Linked DNA regions of Mus musculus: all the other regions are linked to region 2. Evidence: chromatin contacts called from public promoter capture Hi-C and targeted proximity ligation data. All regions are on one chromosome and are shown on one strand. The core of a region is the stretch at or near the end of the contact, and the rest is flanking DNA. Distances in the headings are between cores, read along the strand shown.

Region 1 (2,700 bases), core at 84-2,583, 740 kb after region 2:
AGGACCTAACTGCAGAGCTCTGGACCTTTAGAAGCTCAGGGCCTTGAGTTCCTCCCAAAGTCCAGACATCGTAGATGACCTGACCACAGCACACACGGTGGGTAGCCTAGATCCCGGACTGCTATAAACCACCCGATCGCAGGGAGAAAGGTGGCAATCAGGCTGAAGAGATGAGGACATCCTTGGGCAGGAAGGGAACCTCAGTTAGATGGCCTTTCTCCATCACACTAAGTTTAACAGATAGGGAGGTGGAGCCATCCGATGAAGGTGTTTGCTGCCAAACCTGACAACCTGAGTTAAAGGATGGGAGAGAACCAACTCTCAAAAGTTGGTTTTTCACCTCCACACTCATGAGCACCCCCACACAAAAATGAATGTAAGATTTAAAAATAGAGAAACAGACCAGAGTCAGTTTTGGAAAGTCTGGTTTACCCCCTCGCCACCCAGCAAGACCAGGATCAGAGAACCCATGGTAGGACTGAAGATAACCAAGGGTCCCAACTAAGCTGGCTGGCTGCTTGAACCCTAGATCCTGTGTGAGTGGAAGTGCCAGCCTTGTTTCGAAATTCTCCTTCCTTCCCTGTTGGCAGTAAAATGCAGCCTCTGCAAAATGGACTCCTGTGGTGGTAGCGTGCACCCTGGCCGATCACCCAGCCAGGAAGCTGAGCTTATGTCCCCCAACCCCAACAATATTCCTGTTCCTGATTCCTTGCTGTCTTCCAGGCATCAAGGCCAGACAGATCCTCGGGAAAGAAAGCTTTGACTGGTCAGCATTAGGGGTTGCTGCGGGGTGCCCATCTCCAGAAGCTAAGCGCCTGTGCTGGCAGGGATGAGGTCAAGATTTCCCATCCCACCCGCCTATAAAAGACAAGTCGGTGCTGATGGAACTCAGGAGTGGGCTAGACAGAAGGACACATTGTCAGCGGGGGTGGGGGGGGGTGGGGGCGGGGGGGGCTGCAAGAACAACAGACCCTGGCCCAATCCCAGTGCCACCGAGCCTACCCCACTCCCCTTCCGTTCCCTCCTCCCTCACCTTTCTGACCACTAAGAGATTTGCCCAGGGCCTGGGGCGCCCCCTGCGGGCACGGGTGGAGCTGCAGCTATGCCCCGCCCTCCGGAACAACCCCACCGACCATGGCGCTTCAAAATGAAGTTCCGGCTGTTCCTGGGGCGCATGTGGTTGCCCTGGAGACTGGACAGCACCCCACACACACTCCGCCCGCCCCCAGCGCGCAGGCCTGCAGTGGTTGCCGTAGCTACGGGAGGCGAGGGTGTGCGAAGCCCGACGCCACGCCCTAACTCCATGTAGCCCCGCCCCCAGATCCCCGCCCCGCCCTCCCTGCCGCCTTCGCTCTTGCTGCGGCGGCTTCTAGCAGGGGTCCGCGGGGCTGCAGCGGGTGCGGCTGAGGTGCGGCTCAGAGCGGAGGAGCAGGGGACGTGCCAGGCGCAGGCCAAGAAGGGCTGGGCCTTTCGCTCGGGATGCGGTGCTGAAGCCCAGCATGGCCGGCCTGGGCCCCACCTTCCCGCTGCACCGGCTAGTCTGGGCGAACCGGCACCGCGAACTGGAGGCCGCACTGCACAGCCGCAAGGTGAGGCCCTGAAGGGGATCCGATTCGGTTGGTTTCCTCCCCAAGCCCCGGTGCCAAAGTACGGAATCTACTCCGCAGCTCACCGCCCCTGCTGTGCTCCGCAGCTGCATCCTGACTCCTTAGGTCCAGCTCTTTCCAAATCCCTGGTCACCTGCCCTCGAGCTTGAGCATTTGTTTAGCGCATCTCCCTTGGTTGGGCCTTGCTCTGCTATCTGCCCCCTTCGTATTGCGTTAAGCTCAGGATTCACCCTCATCACCTCTGAGCTAGAATGAGGACAAGAACCGTGTTCTAGCCCTCAAGCTGGTCTAAACTCTCAGCATCCCTAGCCTGAATCTGTCTTGCTAGACTCCACCACCAGGCCCTCAACTCTGGATAGCAGAGGGCAGAAGAAATGAGCAGTTCCTTCCCACTGGCCCTTACTGTCCCCTTTACCCCGACACTTTCCAGTCCACATAGGCCACACTCTTATCTTCTCACTGACCTGGTTACCCATAGTAACTCCAGCCCTTTTCAATCCAGTGACCTCCTTGCTTTGGCCCTCTCTTGCCTTGTATTGAGTGACCCATCTCCCTTAGCACGACATTGAGCAGGAGGACCCCCAAGGGCGAACCCCCCTGGAGCTTGCTGTGACCTTGGGGAACTTGGAGTCTGTGAGAGTCCTCCTCCGACATAATGCCAACGTGGGCAAAGAGAGCCACCAGGGCTGGGCAGGTACTGTGCAGGGCAGAGGGTCCTCCCTTGAGACTAGCTTCCAGGTTGGTGAATGGGGGGCAGGGGGAGTAAGTAACCGTGCCTGGGGGCGCTAAGAGGGCTACCCCAGCAGTTGCTCATCTCCAGTCCTGCAGGAGGCAGTCAGCACTGGAGACCCTGAGATGGTACAGTTGGTACTCCAGTATCGGGACTTCCAGAGGGCCACACAGAGGTTGGCTGGCATTCCAGAACTGCTCAACAAACTCCGTCAGGTATTACCATAGAGTAAAGAAGTGGGGTATAACAGGCGCTCCGTCTTCCTGTGATAAGCCTGGCCTTGGAGGAGTATCTAGGTTGTGCGAGACGCTTTCCCACCATCTGTGTCTCAACCTCTGCCAAGGGTCATGTAAGAAATATGGG
Region 2 (2,700 bases), core at 186-2,685:
TATGAAGCAGAAGAAATTTCTTTTGAGAACCTTTATAGCTCTCTGCTTCAGGGTGGAATGGCCTGGCACGTGTCTTGTTTCATTATTAATAGCCCTGGCTCTGTGTCTCTCAGATTCAGTAGCTGATCCATCTTTGGGTATCAGGGTCCAGCACCGATGCCAGCACTCCACAGACACCTGGGAAGTTAACCCACTGAATATGTTTGAATAACCCTATTCTAAAGAAAACACAAAAGTTAGGCAGTGGTGATGCACGCCTTTAATCCCAGCACTCAGAAGGCAGAGGCAGGCAGATCTCTGAGTTCGAGGCCAGCCTGGTCTACAGAGTGAGTTCTAGGACAGCCAGGGCTACACAGAGAAACCCTGTCTCGAAAAAAACGAAAACAACAACAACAATAAAACAAAAAGGAGAAAACAAGCTATAGATTTCTGCCTTTCTATAAAAGAATGCATGCTTTGGGGAATCGGGCCTTCCTCCACATCTGTCTACAGTAGTTGCTCATTAATTATTAGTTGAATGACTGTAACTCATGTCATTGCAAAGAAAGCCAAAGGCTTGGAAAAAAGACACTTTGGAGTGACTGGCCAAAAATAACGACAAAGGGCATGGGATGGAAACTCCTTTGCTGGTCAGACTCCCTACGTGGATGGCCCTGCACCTCTGAGATCTGTACCTTCCTAAAAGTTTGCCTAGCCAGGGGAGAGGCGGTTCCCTCTATGAGGCTTGGTGCTGTCCCTGACAGGCTGAGCTGTAGTAAGTGGCCTGGTGAGGAAAGTGGCTCAGTTCAAGACGGCTGGAGGGATGTTGGTTTGTGGCCATGAGGTTGCCCAGCGGCCGCGGGTCTCACCGGGATGGCGGTAATGAAGAAGTTCCAGGGGAGAAGGGTGCCCAGTCCCAGAATGAAGAAGCTGATCCCAACCAGGTGGTAGCTGTGGGGATCAATCAGAAGGTCACCCCGAGGACGTACGCCTGGGCCGCCCTAGCCGCCCCTCAGTAGAACGGACTACAATCCCCATCACCCTGGCTCAAGCAGCTAAGGGAATCGGCTGATGGGAATTGTAGTCCCGTTCGTCTTTGAGCCCAGGAGCATCAAGACGAGCGGGAATTCAAAGGCTCGTGGCCACCTGGGCCACGGTACGCAGCACATGGGTTCCCACCTCACCTGTCCCGAGGGGCGTTTCCCCGCGCCATGGTTGCCGCAGTCCTATTGCACCAGGCCCACAGAAGGCGGCTGCACCTGCGCCTACGCAGGGCTGGGAGGCCGAAGGAGAGCGACGCTGGTCGGTGTCCAGGAATCCCAAGGTCGGAGCGCCGTAGCGGAGGGTCGGGGTTGGGTTACACTGCGGACCACGTTTTGCAGGCTCGGACCTCGGCTCCGCCTCCAGGGCGGGAACAAAGAGCCATTGCTCCCCTCCCCCGGACGCCCGCTCTCCAGACTCCGCCTCGCTGGTGGCTGTGCCTTTAGGGTATTAGGTTCCGCCTTCTAGCTTGCTTCCGCGCCTGAAGCTGTGTCTCACCGCCGTCCCTTCGCCTCGCACCCGTCTTCTCCTTAGGCACGGGTCCGGAATCTCTGGGGAAGGGATAAGGACTGCGCAGGAGGGAAGGGGTCCGGTGGTTGTTGGGCACAGTCGATCTAGCTGGGAGGTTCTTCCTCTTGGCGTGTTCTAAGGTTTGGAGCCCTCTAAGCTCTAAGCAGATTAGGAAGTAAGTCCGACCAGAAGGAAGAAGCCAGTGTCATCAATTGTCGCAGAAGGTCCCAGCGCGGTGCTCCGAGGGAGTTCCCCCAGAGGTCGAGGCACTTTTGCAAACGAAAATCCCCAACATATGTGGAAGACGGACAGATAGGCCCTCCTACGGTACCTGGGTCCAACAAGGAGGATTGAACAAAGGCTCTGGAGGGAATCGTGGCCCAGGTGACGTTCGGCCCCCTCCCCTGTAGTCGCCACTGCCACCCTCAGGAGTGCTTAAAAACCTAATTTTCACTAGGCGTGGTGGCGCACGCCTTTAATCCCAGCATTTGGGAGGCAGAGGCAGGCGGATTTCTGAGTCCGAGGCCAGTCTGGTCCACAGAGTGAGTTCCAGGATATATTCAGGACTATACAGAGAAACCCTGTCTCAAAAAAACGAAAAAAAAAAAAAAAAAAAGAAAAAGAAATATATTTATGTGGACTGGTGAGAGCGTTTGCTGCCAAGCCTGATGCCCCGAGGCCACGCCCAGGACCCATATGTTAGAAAAACTGAAGCGACTCCAGCAAATTGTTCCCTAACCTCCACACAAGCACAGTGGCACACGTGCTTCTAAGTAATAAATACAAATAAATATGAATATATAAAAGTATATATATACAAGGTTATATAAATGTGTGTCTTCTAAAGAATATAGTTTTTTAGAATGTTTTTCCTATGTATCAGCCAGACCATGCTGTTACTATCCCTGTTCTGTCCTGTTCCCGGAATCTAGCCACCAGGCTTGGCTCATCGAAGGTGGTTCCTTAGATCATGGTGGACTGCAGATGACTGTGTGGTACTGGGAACTGAACTCAGAGCCCTGTGCATGCGAGGCAAACACTCTTACCCCTGGGCTGCATCTAACCCTAGCTGGTGACGTTAGGGAAAAGACAGCAATGGATTACACTGGGAAAGACAGTTACTCTTTAAGTTTTCTTTCCAGACTTCCATTATGCCAAGAGGGACAGTCT
Region 3 (2,700 bases), core at 199-2,698, 900 kb before region 2:
CTGATCCCCCTGCCTCCACCTTCTGAGTGCTGATGCCCCATCACATGCTGTTCAATCCAGTGCCCAGGGCTTCTCGGGGCTCTGTAAGCGCTCCACGAACTAGAGTACATGCCTAACCTGGGATAATCTCTCTGTTAAAGTCGGCTGAGCAGGCATGCGGCTCACATCTACAGACCCAGCTCTTTGGGAGGGCAAGGAAGGCGAGCTGCTTGAACCCAGGAGTTCAATCAATTATAATTTCTGGTAATTCCCTTTTCCCACATAACAAAATGGTCCCAGACGTTAAAACGTGGAGCTCTTGATCTAGTGGTGCATGCGTGTGAGTGTAAGATTATGTGAATGTGTGTGTGTGTGTGTGTGTGTGTGTGTGTATGTATGTGTGTGTGAGTGTGTGTATGTGTGTGACTTGGGATTAAACAGAAGGACTGACATACAGGGAATCTCACCGAGCTCCTCCGAGCTGTCCTCCTGGCCCAGAATATGGTCATCTTTAGGGAAGCATGACCCAGTCCTTCCCATTCTCCCCTCCCTTTTGGCTTGCCTGACATACTCCCCAGCCCCAGCATCCCTCCCTCCTATCCACACACCGCTTTCCACATCTGCTATCTGGAAGGCAAGCATCCCGATTTCCTCCTCCTATCACTGTCCTCTTCTTTGCCTCACTCCTCTTAGCACTCATCCACCCGGAAGGGGATCAGCCTGTGCCTGGAACCTCGAATTTCTTGAATCCTGACTCCTCAGCTTCCCTAACCACGAACAGACACTCAGAGAATTTACTCACAAAACGGCGCAATGAGAAGTTTCCCTCGGTTTGTCTCATCAGCTTTAGGACCTGTCCTTCAATAACTGTTTCTGATCCTGTTCTAAACCATCCACCTCAGAAACCACTTAGCAGGTCAGCAAACTCGTGCAAGTTCAGGCTGTGTCTGTCTCTGTTTTTCTCTGTGCTTTCCGACCCTGAATCTTTCTCGCATCCTTCATCACTCTCCTAGCCTAGGGTAAACTCTTCAAAACTCCCCTAGGTTTGTAAAACGCCTGCAAAGCCCAATTCATTCTTGAAGAGTCAGTGCGGGCGCCTCCCGGGTCCTCGTCCTTCCGTCAAGGAAACCCATCCAAGGATGGTCAGAGATTTCTCAAGAATTCTTTCTTCCGGCCTTTGTTGGCCCAGTGCTTCTAGCCTAAAGTTTTTATTCCAACACGAACAGCTGGCGTCCTCGTGTGTATCCACCCTTGTTACCCTTCGGTGATAGCCCTCAGCCGCCCGGAGGCTAAGCCTCTAGAATCTTGGAATCCAGCTCTTAGCCTTTACAGAAAGAAGAACCTGGGCGGTGCCGCGGTGGGCGGGGATGTGTGGGTGGGGGTTCGAGAGGAGCGGTCCGGGATTGGCTTCTGGCTCTGGGGGCGTGGCTTAGGCCCAAGGTCTGCACTGTAAGTTCCCAGGCCCTCCCTGGTCCTCTATCCTAGCCGCACAGCTCTGCAGCTTTGCCCGCGCTCCTCAAGGTGAGTTGGGACTGGGGTTTTACAGGCCTCCCGCAGCTCCCTGGAGAGTGCTAGCCAGGCGGTGTTCTGTTTTGGCTCAGATCAGGTCCATTATCTGGGGTCTGGATCCCCGCCCCCTACCCATGACCTCCCGCAGCGCTCAAGGCGCTGTGCTGTCAGTCTTGCAGCTCCGGGTTGTACTTCTATGCTGGCCAGAGACCTGGGACTAGGGAACATCCTCTCTTCGGCCCGTGTCCCTGCCTGGGCTGGAGGCCGTATTTTTAGCGGATGGTGAGGTGTCCTCCTATCTTTAGCTTTAGTGTTACTGAAATGGATCTGGGCCGCGCTGGGTAGCGCTTGACTGGGGATCTGGAGGGGTCGGCACAGGAACACAAGCCAGGGCTGAGCAGCCGGACTCCGGGGAGGGCGGGGGCCTGCACGTCCGAAGTCTGGCTGTGAGCCAAGCAGACATTGAGACTTCGCCCAGGCCAAGAAGCTCAGGCAAGGCAAGGCCCCTCCCAGATATCGGAGTCCCAGACAAGGTCCCCGATAATTGCAATTCTACCCTCACGGTGGTCCGATTGTGCAACCCAGAGAAAAAGGGCCTATGGGCGATCCACCTCGGGCACTGGAGCACGCAGTTCCTCGGTGGGCGTCTCCCTGGAGCGGGTATGCTCGGTGGGACCCTAGAACCCCGGGTTATAGCAGGGACGCGCGCGCCACCTAGCGACATTGTACTACAGAGAGATCGCTGCAGAAGCACCAGATTCTGAGCCAGCCCTGCCAGGGCTGGCAGGAGGGGACCTAGAAGGGTTTGGTTTTTGTTCTTGATGCAACCTCTACCTGGAAGAGCCGAAGTGCTTGAGAAAAGCCCTGAAGATATGTGCTGAATGTCCTTTGACGGTTACTGTGGATCCGTCTATTGTGCAGAGGCCTCTTGTTTCAAGTATAGCAGTGGGTCAGCTTATTTTAAAGACAGGGAAGGTGAGTTCAGTCCCAGAGAGAAAAGGTTCATTGCTCAAGGTCACAGAGGCCCAGGTGGAACTAGATTTCAAACCCTTCCCCTTGGGCTGCTGGCAAGACGGCTCAGCGGAAGTCTTTTGCTGAGCAAGCTTGGAGGTGAGCTCCTTTCCCGAAACACTCAGAGATGGACTCCACAAAGTATTCTGACTTCCACACACATTCCGCACACTACGTACACACTCGCGAACGCACTCACAC
Region 4 (2,700 bases), core at 14-2,513, 720 kb after region 2:
GGACTCTCAGGAGGCTGTAGTGGTGACCTAGGAAAGGAGAAGTAGAGGCAGGATCTGTCTAGAGATGTCGTCCGCTGACAACCTTTCTCCCCTAATAGGATTTGTTTTCTTCTGAAGGAGTCAAGAAGTCAGGGGAGTCGGGATACTTGCTTTGCTGGACACGAACTGGCAGGAGAATCAGGTTCTAAGTGTCCATGCCTGGGGTGGGAGTGTCCTGGCAGCCTGGAAAGCAAAGAGGTGCTCTAGAGAGGTGTGCAGTTTAAATTGCTTTCACTCATTTGCTTAAGACGGGGTCTCACTCTATAGCCCTGGTTGGCTTTGACTTTACAGAAAGACACCTGCTTTTGCCTCTCGTGTGCTAGCCAGGTAAAGTAGACAGGAGTTGGCCAAGGAAGAAGGCACAGAAGGGCTCAGTGGGTAAAATGTTTGCCACCAAGCCTGAGGACCTTGAGTTCCATCCCTAGAGACCCATGTGGTAAAAAGAGAGAACTGATGGTCAAATTGTCTGTCCTCTAACCTCCACATGTGCATACACAATCAATCAACTGATCAGTCAATCGATCGATCAATTAATGAGTTCGGCGTTCATCAGAGTGTGGTTTAATGGACTATGCCTTTAATCCATTTCAGCACTTGGGAGGCAGAGGAAAGCAGATCGCTGTGAATTAGTGGTCTGCCTGGTCTACATAGTGAGTTACAGACTAGCCAAGGCTACACGGGGATACCCTCTCTAAAACAAGAACAACAACAAACGTTCATGTCAGGAGTGCGGCCCAAGCTCTGAGTCTGGGGTCCTGTTGGGAGTTTGAAGTCAGGATTGTCATCTGGTCAGGTCAGGAGTCAGGGGTGGTAATGATGGTGTGACTCTGAGAGAATGTTCAGAAATTTGAGTATAGGAGTCTTGGTCGGTGTCAGGATTCTTGTTAGGACCCACGGTCTTGGCCCTAGTGGAGCGTGCAGTCTAGCATGCTGAGATGGGATCCGCGTTTGTGGTCATGGCTTGGGGTCTGAGGTCATCCTAGAGTCCTTGGTGGAAGACTCAGGTAACAAACCAGGACTGAGACCCGTGTCTCGGACCCGAGCGGTGCAGCCTCTAGGGGGCGCTGTCGCCTGCCCGCCCGCCCGCCGCCCGCCCGGCTCGGCCCCTCGGCGGCTCGCTGGCGCTGTGCGCGGCAGGCGGGGCCGGAGGCGGCGGCGGCAGCTCCGGGGCGCGGGCGAGCGGGTGGTGGTGGTGGTGGCGGCGGCGGCGGCGCCCCGACTGCAGTCCCGGCGGGAGCGGAGCGCGAGCCGGGCCGGGCCCGAGCCGGCGCCATGGGGCGGCGCCGCCTGTGAGCCGGCGACGAGCGAGGACCGGGCGGGGCGGCGGCGGCGCCGAGGCCCACAAGCCGCGCGGGCCGGGCCGGGCCGAGCGAGCGGGAGCGGAGCGGAGCCTCGGGCGGCGGGAGGAACAGCGCCGCCGCCGCCGCCAAGATGGCCGACCTGGAGGCGGTGCTGGCCGATGTGAGCTACCTGATGGCCATGGAGAAGAGCAAGGCCACGCCGGCCGCGCGCGCCAGCAAGAAGATCCTGCTGCCAGAGCCCAGGTGAGCCCGCCTGTGCCGGGCCCCACGCGCCGCCCCGGGATCCCGTGCCCTAGGGACCCCCTCCGCCCCAGGTTCCGGGGACCTTCTGCCCCAGGACCCGGGAACCCCTTCTACTCCGGGGACCTTCTGCCCCGGAGACCCCATTATTCTGGCCGCCCCAGGACCCGGAGACTTCCTCTGTCCCTGCCGCCGCAAGGCTTGGTGTCCGCAAGCCCTGGGCGCCCCAAGTCCAAGCTCCTAGCCCTGGGCCGCCCTGCCGCTTCCTGTATCTCACTGCCCGGCCTGGTCGCTGTCAGCCCCTGACTCTGCTGCAGCCTTCTTTCCACCCTGATGCTTGGCTCTGCCCTCTACCCTCTCGTGTTCCCTTGTGGTTCCCTTCCTCAAGTCTGCCTCTGTTTACCCGATTGTATCACACAGTCTGTTGCTCCCGTTGGTATTCCACTACCCTATCCACTCCCCGTGGAGTGGGTAACACTCTTGTGAGGTTTGTGGAGTGAAGAGGACCAATTTGAAGACTTTTATTTATTTATTTATTTATTTATTTATTTTGCCTTCCCCTATGGTGGGGTCACTATGGGATTGGGTTTGAGAGTGCTTTCTGGGGACAGTGCAGTGTACCATTCCTGAGGGCTGCGCTCCGGTGGGTGAGGGAAGTCCCTACTTTACCCTTTTCCCCACTTGTGGTTCCTTATGGGTACTTTTGACCAGGGGACCTCCCATCCTACAGCAGATGGACCATGCTGCCACCTCTCTACAAGACAACTGATGTCATCGCACCTGGTATCAAAGTTTAAACTGTCCAGGATGTGGGTGCAGAACAGGGCAGGATGTGAGAGGTGTAGCTGGGGCTTGTCCAGTATATTATGGTAAATAGACTTATCTTCCTATTTGAGCTGCACAGGAGACCAGAGAGCGAGTGAGACAGGTGTAGTTTTGTTCCCATAGAACAAGGTGTGTGTGTGTGAGAGGGGAAACAACTCAGACTGGAATGGCTTGTGCAGTGTCACCTGGCCTCCACATCAGGGCTCTCAGCTTCGAGTTTTATGTTTTGTCCTGACCTGAAGGGTGGCCTGGACGTCTGTCCTGCATCTGGAAGAGGAGATGTGTCCACCCACCA
Region 5 (2,700 bases), core at 108-2,607, 990 kb before region 2:
CACCCGCTACACCTCATGTCCTCTACCTGCCTAGGCTTTCTTCAGGCACCACCCTACCTCTCCCCCGCCCCCGGCCACGCGCATCTCCCCACCCTTGCCAAAGTTCCTGCCTTTACTGACACCTGCATTAGATGAGGCTTCAGTCGGGGAAAGTGTGTGGACCAACCCTTCCTCTCCATTAACCATGAAGGCAGAGGCGTCTTCATCAGCTCATGCCCAGCTGAGCATAACGCCCAGGTGCGAAAGTTAGACGCAGTCAGCTCTTAACTTTTGGAGTGTCGAGGTGCCTAGAATCCCAAGAAAAGCACCATCTATTCAATGAATGCTTGTCCATCTTATGTAGCTTGATCGGCCATGCTGTGACCTCTATAACTGTGAAGAGCCTTGGGACCGCTCCAATCCCTCTGCATCCTTGATGCTCCAAACTCTTGTAGTGCGCCCAGGGGGATCTGCAGGTCCTGTGTGAGCCTGCCCTGGTGTTCCGGGCCTCTGCTGCCCTCTCCCGGGTCAGGTAACCCCCACAAGGGAGCTGATCCCAGGTGCGCAGACCAATTACTTGAAAGAGAAGGCCAGAATGCTACACAAAGATTGGCTAAGGCCATTGTCCCTCTTTTTTTTCTGCACGGTTGGGGAAATCGAGGCACGGATTTACCTAAGGCCATGCAGGGTGTGCGCAAAGACCGCTAGGGCGGAGTGCTAGCTCTGCAGGCCTGCGCCCTAAGGTGAGGGGGTGGGGAGCTGGCTCAGCCCTACAGCGGGTCTGCGGCAGGGACCGGCCGGGGTGGGGCTACCGTTTGTCTAGCGTCCGGCAGAAGTCAGCTCTCATCCAGCCAGGGGCAGCTCCAGCAAGCAGTTGCAGCCACCAGAGGTAATCCCTGCTTCGCCGAGCGCCGGCTGGGCTGGAAGACAGCTGCAACCCAGAGGCACGCGGGGGCGCAGGAGGCGGGTGGAGGACTGTGTTGGCGGCGTCACTGAGCCGGATCGTCCCCAGTACCTTCCCGGAGGGCGACATAGGGTGGGGCCGGCGGCTCTGCAACTCGAGCTGCGGCCCTAGTTAAAAATACCCCTTGCCCTACCCTCTCTCTGGCCGGCGGTGCCCTTCTGTCCCAGTCCAACCCTTCTCACCCGGACCGGCGACCGGCTCCTCCCGGGAGACAACTCTGCCATTTACCAATTTGTCCTCTCGCAGAGCTGGCTTAGAGTCTGCAGAGGAAGGGGGCGGGGGGAGGGGACTGAAAGACACCCTAAGTAAGAGATAGTAAAAAAGTGTTGCGGGGGAGATAAGGGAGAGCCTAGAGGGAGCGGGGTAAGAGCCTCGGGCGTAGGTGGAGGACCAGGGAGGGAGGGACCAGGGCCGAGGGGCGGTGGAGGAGGGCGGGGAGGAGGGCAGGGAGGAGGGCAGGGAGGAGCGCTCTTCCTGGTTGGGCCCTGCCCTGAGCTGCCACCAAGGAAGCCAGCCCCAGGGACCGCAGCAATCTCCCAAACTCCCCTTCCCCAGGTAAGAAGTTGGGTGTCCAGACTACGACTGTTTGACCCAGGCCACTGCTTCTGGGGTTAGGGGGCTGTCGCTGATCAGCCCCTGCTTCAGGTCTTCTGTGTGTTTGCCTGAGGGTTAAGGGTCCGGAAGCAGCTCAACCCAGGCGCTCAGCTCAACCTGTCCGCTGTAGCTGGGCCAGTGTCCAGTGCTCTGATGTTCAGCTTGTGGAAAGGCATCAGTGCGTGGAGTTTTCAGTTCCTAAGCCGAGGAAAGGGGCAAATGAACTAGATGCTTGGCAGCTTTGTGGAGGGGAAGTTACAGGCAGGCAAATGGTGTCAGGGATCGTACCTGGAGTACCTCTGCTCTGCTGCTGTGGCTGGCCTCCACCCTATCCTACCTGCCTGGATGGCTGATACCAAACTGTCACCTCTGGGCGGTAAGAATAGGGAAAAGAGAGGTGGTGACCAGGATACCTAGAAACTGGACACCCCTTTCCAGATTCTGAGAGCCTAACAACAAGGTGGCTGAGAGTCCCAGGCACTGTAAAGGGAGCAGTGACCCATGTTTGGGGAGGAATGAGTCCAGGAGAATGTCGGCAGGCAGTTGTGTTTTATCCCTGGGAAGGCCTGCATCTCTACCAGGCCCATGTGTTCCCCAGGATGACAGAGGAGTTAATCACCCCTGTGTACTGCACCGGGGTGTCAGCCCAAGTACAGAAGAAGCGGGACAAGGAGCTGGGCTTGGGCCGCCATGAAAACGCCATCAAGTACCTGGGCCAGGATTATGAAACGCTTCGGGCAAGATGCCTGCAGAGTGGGGTCCTCTTCCAAGACGAGGCCTTCCCTCCGGTTTCTCATAGCCTGGGCTTCAAGGAACTGGGTCCTCATTCCTCTAAAACCTATGGCATCAAATGGAAGCGGCCTACGGTAAGAGGGCCACTCTGGGTGGAACTTGGTTCTGATGGTGGTGGGCAATGGGACTGGGCCCCCCCATTATTCGTGGTGTCTGGGTACCAGTTTCTAGGAGGGACTGGCCCAGGAACATGACCGTGGGTCTTGTAGGAACTGATGTCAAACCCCCAGTTCATCGTGGATGGAGCCACCCGGACAGACATCTGCCAGGGAGCACTGGGTAGGCCCCCAGGGGTGGGGTTCTGGGCGTTTGCCCCATTGTAGTTCTCCGTTCCCGTTCCATTGGGCACTGCCCCAACTCCTCCCTCCTGC

What was found. Promoter capture Hi-C pulls out the DNA fragments that hold promoters and counts their contacts.
Region 1: a contact with region 2 is called in a targeted proximity ligation map of bone marrow-derived macrophages, with 4 times the contacts expected there. A contact is called at or near these places in 3 of 130 datasets of targeted methods (bone marrow-derived macrophages, double positive thymocytes and pancreatic cancer cells).
Region 3: a contact with region 2 is called in a promoter capture Hi-C map of liver, with 2.3 times the contacts expected there. A contact is called at or near these places in 2 of 39 promoter capture datasets (both in liver).
Region 4: a contact with region 2 is called in a targeted proximity ligation map of memory CD8 T cells, with 5 read pairs. A contact is called at or near these places in 3 of 130 datasets of targeted methods (double positive thymocytes, memory CD8 T cells and pancreatic cancer cells).
Region 5: a contact with region 2 is called in a targeted proximity ligation map of pancreatic cancer cells. A contact is called at or near these places in 1 of 130 datasets of targeted methods (pancreatic cancer cells) and 1 of 9 other capture datasets (pancreatic islet).

Annotation. Positions count from the first base shown.
Region 1 is chr19:4,281,770-4,284,469 of GRCm38.p6, reverse strand. Ankrd13d (ankyrin repeat domain 13 family, member D) reads left to right here and starts at 1,333. Exons shown (of 15, transcript NM_026720.2): 1 at 1,333-1,589; 2 at 2,166-2,301; 3 at 2,428-2,552. The coding sequence starts at 1,500.
Region 2 is chr19:5,022,741-5,025,440 of GRCm38.p6, reverse strand. It overlaps Slc29a2 (solute carrier family 29 (nucleoside transporters), member 2), which reads right to left and starts at 1,435. Exons shown (of 12, transcript NM_007854.3): 1 at 1,164-1,435; 2 at 849-930. The coding sequence starts at 1,192.
Region 3 is chr19:5,923,564-5,926,263 of GRCm38.p6, reverse strand. Cdc42ep2 (CDC42 effector protein (Rho GTPase binding) 2) reads left to right here and starts at 1,448. Exons shown (of 2, transcript NM_026772.2): 1 at 1,448-1,500.
Region 4 is chr19:4,304,785-4,307,484 of GRCm38.p6, reverse strand. Grk2 (G protein-coupled receptor kinase 2) reads left to right here and starts at 1,263. Exons shown (of 21, transcript NM_001290818.1): 1 at 1,263-1,583. The coding sequence starts at 1,471.
Region 5 is chr19:6,013,904-6,016,603 of GRCm38.p6, reverse strand. It overlaps Capn1 (calpain 1), which reads left to right and starts at 1,357. Exons shown (of 22, transcript NM_007600.3): 1 at 1,357-1,498; 2 at 2,136-2,403; 3 at 2,539-2,608. The coding sequence starts at 2,137. Gm10814 (predicted gene 10814) reads right to left here. Exons shown (of 5, transcript NR_045783.1): 2 at 2,248-2,375; 3 at 792-1,735; 4 at 121-287.